2 separate regions of the Zea mays genome follow, and region 2 is linked to region 1. Evidence: chromatin contacts called from public Hi-C data. All regions are on one chromosome and are shown on one strand. The core of a region is the stretch at or near the end of the contact, and the rest is flanking DNA. Distances in the headings are between cores, read along the strand shown. Region 1 holds the start of LOC103638857 (villin-3). Region 2 has its middle 15 kb from the start of LOC732789.

Region 1 (3,984 bases), core at 936-3,435:
TAATAATCCGATCGTAGTCATTCCAGGAACGAAACGACTAATTGTGTTCATACGAGGGTAAATTAGGGTCGGATGAGGATATTCTCTTCATTAGAAAGGTGCTGGGGTCATACAAAATGCAATTTAAGTACGATTAATATCCAAATTCTGCTAATGAATGCATAGGTCCTGAACTTGTGTGACAGTCACCTCTTGCCATTGCAAGCTGCTACCAATGTAGGTATATATTATACTCCATCCGTTCTAAAATATAAGTCATTCCAAAATTCTTGAAGAGTCATTTTTTTTTCAAGTTTAACCAAATTTATACAATAAAGTAATAACATTTACGATATCAAACGTATACCATTAGATTTTCCATTAAATATATTTTCATAGTATATCTATTCCGTGTCATAAATCTTTATGATTCTCGCTATACTTTTGGTCAAACTTTAAAATCTGAGTCTCAAGAATTTTAGAATGACTTATATTTTGGGACGGATGGAGTATATAAAAAAGTCTACAGAATCCTGTAATATTTAGAGGGTAGTCTACTTCCACCCACACCATCAAACCGGTTGTCTAACCATCTGAACTTTACAAAACCGAGTAAATAACTCTCTAGGCAGTTTTAGCAAGTTGCTAACGCCGCAATACCAGCCGCAATACCAACGTGACACCAATTTTATCTATTTCAGTTCTGTGATCTAGCAGTATCTAAAATTTATATAATTTTGCACAAAAAATGTTAATCAGATATTACATTTTCTCTATTTTTTTTAGAATTTAGGAGTAGCAGCTTAATTACTAAAAATAAAAGACTACATCAAAGGAGCTAAATATTTTTGTCTCAGATTTATTTTTCTTTATCTTCTCAACTATAATTTTGCACTAGGTAATCTATCTAAGCTGCCATTAAAACACATAAGTTGAACCATTCTTTTCTTGAATCAGAGTTCAGATGTGGCATCATTTGAAAACGGTGTGTGAGTTTTGATTTCCTTGAAGGCGACATTATCTAGCATTTCTTGTAGGGGCCGTAGCTTCTTTGAAGCCAAGGCTGGATGATAATTTCCATTATCTAATAGTGTGTTTGGTTTGAGGAATAAAGTGATCCATTTTCTTCTCACTCTCCACTTTTTTATTTGGTTTGTGGAATAGAATGAGTTGATCCATCACCACCTCATTCCTCATAAGCTAATAATTAGTATATACATGAGGAGTGGGTTGATTCCACCAAAATTAATGGAATGAATTTATGATGCATCACCTCATGAAGGATAGAGTGACTCCACAAACCAAACACACCATAAAAAATTTAGCATTTCTTGTCTTGTTTATCACATCAGGCAGGAGGCTCGAACCTTCAAAGTTTGACGAACATGTTGATCCTATCACTTTCAATAACCCTTCGGTCTCTTACTTTACCGAGCTCTATTTTTCCCCTTGTCTTCATATATAATTCTAAAAACCTAGATGTACCATGTTGTCATCTACGCCATTAACATTAGGTTACTATTAAGAGAAACGGTGCAAATGTTTTTTAGCTATATTTAAGTCCAATCCGTTTAGCAGTTAACATTGTGCTACTATTAGGAGAAATGGTATATATGTTTTTTTAGCTGTATTTAAGTCCGAATCCATTTAGAGGCCGACGGGATCCTCTGTAATTACGTCCGTGGATGTAACTGCACCTTGCTGGACGTTACCGTATCCGTAATATAGAAATAACATATTTATGAAGTCAATATTCATTGATATCACATCTAACATAGTCTATTTGTTCTATAATAAGTGCATTTATAGAGTTCAAAATTTGTTCCAAAATAAATAATACATATATAACAGAACCAACTAACTCTACTTGTAATTTTCTATTATCTCTTCCTAGAATATAATGGTTACATCTTTATAAGGGTATATATATCATTACATATACTAGTATTGATCTCTTGACCCAAACTATAGGAGGATACTCTTTTATAGGACTTTCGAATCTAAATTTAAATAAAAACATGAAAATAATTGCAATATACTCTCTTCATTTTTTAGTTGTCGTTGAATAGTTTAATTTTACACTATCCAGTAATAACTAAAACAAGACAGAGTGAGTAAAGTAATATTCATTCTTATTCGATCGTTTGCATACTGCATGTCCTCCTGTGTGCCCAGCTCGGCAGAACGAGTTACGACGTAATAACGGCGAAGAGAGGAATTCCATACAAAATATAAATAGCTCAAACTCCCAAATACCTGCTCCACCTCCACCCCCTCCCCCTCTGTCCTGTCTTCCTCTCCTTCCTCCTCGTCGTCCTCCGCCATAGTGGCGAGCACGACAACAGCCACGCCTCACGCCCTCACCTCCAATCATTGGCCTCCCCAACCCAACCTCTCCCCGCCCCGTCCTGTTGAGCCGGGTGATTGACGGATTATTAGTTAATCCGGGGGCTTCACCTCGTTTTAGCGGCCTCGTTCGTTCGCCTCCGCAAAAGGCTAACGCCAGCCCGGGCGCGCGCTAACGGCAGCAACGACAGCAACCCGCTGGCTAGCTAGTCCTCCCCACGATTCGACTCCGCCACCGTCCCCGGCCCAGGTGCGTGGTGACCGAATCCTCTATTTCAGCAATTTTTTAGGGAATGATGTGGAGAGGGTCGGGCCGGGGATTTGTTTAATGGTGCCCGCGGCTAGGGTTGTTAAGTTGGTCCTCTGATCGGGGCTTCGGCTTCTGGCGATCTGAGGTCTGACCATGGCCGCGCCGGGGTCAGCGATCAAGGTACGCGGGGTCTCTGCTTGGCTGGCTGGCTTGGGTGCGTGACGGATCTGGGCTGCGGGAATTCTCTGACTTTTTGAGATTTGTTAGTGGGTCGTGGATGAATGGGGTTTAGCATGTTGTAGTGGTGGGGAAATTTTGCTTGGTTGATTTCCGGATGGCGGATTGGATCTGGCCCTTTGGCATTTGGAATGGGAATGCCCATTTTGTGTGATTTAGATCAGATGTTGGATCTCTATAATGGTGTAAGCCGCTGCCTGGAGACCAATCTTATGAGAGCAGTGATTTTGTTTTTCTTTTTGGACGTGAGGTGGATCTGGGTGGCCGGAATTTGGTCTGATTTATACCTGTTCATCTGCCACTCGATGGCTCTTGTTGATCCTGATGCTGATTCGTGCTCCAGAAGTCATTGGATTTAGCTGCCCACTTGAATTGTTTTGGAAGCCAAGCCAATGTTCGTTTAGTTTTGGGTGTGTTGGAGGCTTGGAGCATTCGGGTCATGCAAGTTCCCACACATCCCTTTTGTTCTGGATTGAATGAGCTGGATATGGATGTTTTGTTGGACCTAGGATGTCATGTATTCTCAATTGTGAGTTGCACCAAAAAACATCGCATTCCTTGGGTTAGCTTTCAGCTTTCTGTTGAATGGGGGATCAGGATCTTAGCTTGCTCTATATCACGCCAACTCCTTAGTTTGTGGATGTTCCTTGGGTGTTGTTTGAGATGCAATCATTATACAGGAGCAGAACAGAGGTCTTTGGAATTGCTAGACATTCTAATTACATAGAAGCAAGTCCTCATCCCTAATGAAGGGCAAACTCACAAGCGGCATTGTGTTTCTATCAGTGTCAGGGGGCACTTTGAATAGGAAACTTTTGCATGCAGTGTTGTTCAAAAATTCGCATGTGGTTCATCTCATTTTAAATTTAAACTATCCGCGTCAAAATATTTTTAAGGGACCTGTATTTATGTTCTTGTTTAAGAATGCTTTTATACAGGCTGGCTTTGAGGATTCATCTTTTCTCCCCCCCCCCCCCCCCCCCCCCTGTTTCAGCACACCTTTTCTTCTCTCCTGAAGCAAAAACCACCAAAGACTAGTCCTACAAAATCTAGGGGTTCTATGGCTGTTTCAATGAGGGAGGTGGATCCTGTTTTTCAAGGTGCAGGTCAAAAAGAGTATCCTTCAGTTTCTAGCTTGCTACTGGTCACAATATCTATACTTATCCCTGCAT
Region 2 (3,763 bases), core at 720-3,219, 140 kb after region 1:
CAATCGACTCGTCCTCCACTCCCACTCTCTCTCAGGTGCGAGCAAGGAGCACGAGCGCGAGCCCAGCCATACGACCTCGGTAGGACACCTCACAACATCGTATCCAGCAACTCCAGGTTATTCCTTATCTATTCATCGTTCATTGATTTTTATATATCTGTTCTTTGCATTATCGTAACATTAGGGCGAAATATTACAGACTCAGCTAGATGATGAGAGGAGGCAACGTGAGGAGCTGGAGAAGAGGATGGCGGAGATGTTCGCGTACATGCAGAGCCTTGGCGCCGCACAGGGTCATGCTCCACCACCTCCGTTGTTCCCTGCAGCTGACCCTACAGAGTTCACTACTCCTGTGAGTATCAAAATTTTAGTACTGCATGATATTTATTCATATGTTCTCACACATACAATCTCTTCTCTGTGCAGGGTCAATCGGCGGCGTCGAACAACCCTCATGCTTCGTCCAGCCCTTCGCCGAACCAGTCCAGATGCCCACCTCGTTGATGATCTGTTTTGTGATGATCCAGACTTACCTTTATGAGTGTTGGTGATGTTAGTTAAACTTTATCTTGTGAGATACTTGGTGATGTTAGTGATGACGCAGACTTATATCTGTTTTGTGATGATCCTTACTTATATTTGTGAGACTTTAGTGAGACTTTGTGATATATATGGTGTTCATGATAAATGTGTTCATTCTGTGATGTGATTGATATATAATGTGATGTGAATCATATATATCTTTTGTTTGTTTGGATGGAACAACAAAAGCAAATAAAAAACGGACATTCTGGTCACTTTGCCGAGTGTAACACTCGGCAAAGGGGCGCTTTGCCGAGTGCTATGACCATGACACTCGGCAAAGAAGGCAACCTGGGAACCGGTAAAGCCATCTTTGCCGAGTGCCGAGTGCTGACAATGGCACTCGGCAAAGAAGGAAACCTGGGAAACGGCAAAGACATCTTTGCCGAGTGCCATTACCAAGGCACTCGGCAAAGGGACTGGCAAAGGGGCCCACTGGAGGGTTCTTTGCCGAGTACCTGTCCAACAGACACTCAGCAAAGAAGCCTCCTTTGCCGAGTGCCTACTAGAGCTCTCGGCACAGGGACTGGCAGTGGGGCCCACTGGGTCAGTCTTTGCTGAGGGCCTCTCGAGCAAACACTCGGCAACATTGACCTCTTTGCCGAGTGCCACAGACGGCACTCGGCAAAGGATCCGTCACCGTTACTTGGCGCCGTGACGGTGACTTTTCTTTGCCGAGTGCCCGACAAATAGTACTCAGCAAAGAGGCTGTTGCCGATGTACAGTTCACCGAGCGTTCTTTGCCGAGTGTTACACTCGGCAAAACATTTGCCGAGTGTAAAATTGCCTTTGCCGTGTGTCTGAGACACACGGCAAAGGAGCTGATTCCGGTAGTGCTGGTGTTCAGTTCACATTTTATGTGTACTCGTCAGTATATAAGAACAACCTAGCTAGCTATAGACAGAAAACATGTCTTCACCGTGTAGAGCCGAGCTGAGGAGGCTGCTGCCGGTGGTCCGATAGACTTGACGTGACCTAATTACCACGGTCCACGGTTACACAACAGAGCCTACACAGGACCGCTCCCAACTCTGCGGCTCCGATCGAGTACGAGGTGAAGGACCATGCTCAGGCCACGTACCGGGTGTCGAAACAAGGTCCCGCGCTCTCGCCGTCGTCGCTAGCTCCTCGCGCACAACCACGGCGACCACCTGCTGCTGCTGCCGGCGCCAGGCCACCACACGCACTCAGATTTCAGCCCACGGAAACGAACGCACAAAGGTGTCGTGCGCGTGCGCAGGCTCTCAGCCCGTGGCCGTGGGTGATTGGGACGTTCACCTCAGGTCGGAGGAGGTCGCTGAAGGAACGGTGCGGGGGAGATCCGGCGCCGTACGCTGGTGGGATCCGGCGCCGTACGCATTGATGGAGCCTTCCATTTACTGCAGCCTCGCCGCCGCAGCGGATGGCCCAGCATGTCCTGCGGCCCAGTGGCCCCGCCCGGCCCGGCAGCGGCTGGAGCTGGATGCACTTTGATGATCCCACGTGGCTGAGATTCGGGGGGACGGTCGGATTTTTACTTTTTGTTACTCCCGTCCCGTCACCGCGCGCTCCGTCCGCAGGGCCTGGCCGGCTGACCTAGGGAACCGCCTCGCGCGGGCCAGAGCTCAGAACGGCCTGATCTCGATCAGACGGCTCCAACCAGGACGAGTCCTGTCGTGTCTCTGTGGTGGTGTGTTGCTTCTATCTTAGTTGTGCAAAGATTTCAGTGTTACAAATTACAATGCGCGAAGCAACAGGGTCCGTTTTGCTACTTTAGTGCAGAGACTTAAGTTTAGTTAGTGGATTAAAATTTAGTCTCTACTCTATTTGGTTTTAGAGACTAAAAGTATTCATAACGTATTAAATGAATCATAAGAGAACTAAAATACCACTTAACACTATTCCGTCATTAATACAACTGAAATAAAGGAGAGATAAAAAGTAAAATTAATATAATTTAGTCTCTTTTAGTCACCGCTTAAAAGACTAGAGACTAAAACAGTTTAGTCCATGTTTTAGTCTCATTATTTGATAATTTAGAGACTAAACGAGACTTTACTCAAACCAAACAAGGCCTAATGCAGCCTATTCTTACTTGTGCAAAGATTTCAGTACACGAGAGCATCGCTGCTCATTTAATCTACTTCACTAAAGTTCAAAGATACTACTGCCGACTGAACGAGTGACACCTGCGTGGTTGCCGTTGCGGCTATGGCTGGACAAAAGCCCCGCTACCCGTTATCTAACCCGATCTACCGAATCCGAATTATCCGATCACTAATTCAAATAACAAGTCTAAAAACCTGATTTAAGTTTAGGTAATTCAGGTTATAAGTTTGAGTACTCCATTTACCTAAAGTACACAAACCCTTGTATCATTGTAATGTTTTTAAAATTTATGATGTACCAATATGTGGATAATGAACTTCAATCAACAGATTTATGAGTAGTGTGGTGTGTTTATTGAAAAAATTACATTATTTTGTTACATTTAATATTTACTTTAATTTGATTGTTTTACTACTTGGTACTACAATTGGGTAATCCGGAAAAACCCAAACCCGAATTTTCGGGTACCTAAAATTTTAGGTAGAGGTTGTGAATGGGTATATTTCGAATTTCACTTCTCATTACCCAAATTTTCAAATACCCGAATTACCCGGTCCAAAAAAATCGGGTAACCCAAACACCTAGGCCTAGTTTTGGCAGCCATATACTCCACTGCATATCGCTTGCACGAGGCAACATATCCCCGGCGCCCTCGTTGTAGAATATTTCCATCCTGGCGGCACCAAGTCCGACGTGAAGATCGCGCCGGAGCAGCCCGCCATGATCCATGACTTCACCATCAACCCATCACCTAGCACTTCGTGGTGGTGCTCCAACACTCGGGGTGGTTCCGTGGTAGCTCCCCTATGGTGCTGGATAAGGGCAGGACCTGCTCCGAAAGTAAGCGTGTGACGCGTCAGTCTCGGAGAGGGTGTTGGTGGGTGGACGTGACGAACTGCATGCTTTTGGCTTCCGCCTAGAGATGGCAATGGGCCCTAATCTTCGATTTCCCGTGGATTCTTCCATTAGAGGATGATGATAGAAAAGTGTCTTCTCCCACAAGGATGTAAATGAAAGATTCTCTTCTAATGGGTAAACATGGACGAGGATACGCAAGCATTCCCATACCGTTCCCGTGGGGACTCGTTAAATT

What was found. Hi-C and Micro-C count contacts between places; a contact is called where the count stands out from the background.
Region 2: a contact with region 1 is called in a Hi-C map of leaf, with 3 times the contacts expected there. The contact joins the enhancer-like site here to the promoter of LOC103638857 in region 1. A contact is called at or near these places in 2 of 25 Hi-C or Micro-C datasets (ear and leaf).

Annotation. Positions count from the first base shown.
Region 1 is chr9:111,736,258-111,740,241 of Zm-B73-REFERENCE-NAM-5.0, forward strand. It overlaps LOC103638857 (villin-3), which reads left to right and starts at 2,186. Exons shown (of 23, transcript XM_035962621.1): 1 at 2,186-2,575; 2 at 3,807-3,928. The coding sequence starts at 3,873.
Region 2 is chr9:111,874,337-111,878,099 of Zm-B73-REFERENCE-NAM-5.0, forward strand. No RefSeq gene overlaps it. Among protein-coding and RNA genes, the nearest start is that of LOC732789, 15 kb to the right of the region's middle. Within about 2 kb of position 1,970, at least 19 of the 20 cell types and tissues checked have an H3K27ac peak or open chromatin away from gene starts, as enhancers often do. A contact at or near this core is called in ear and leaf, where this site is marked.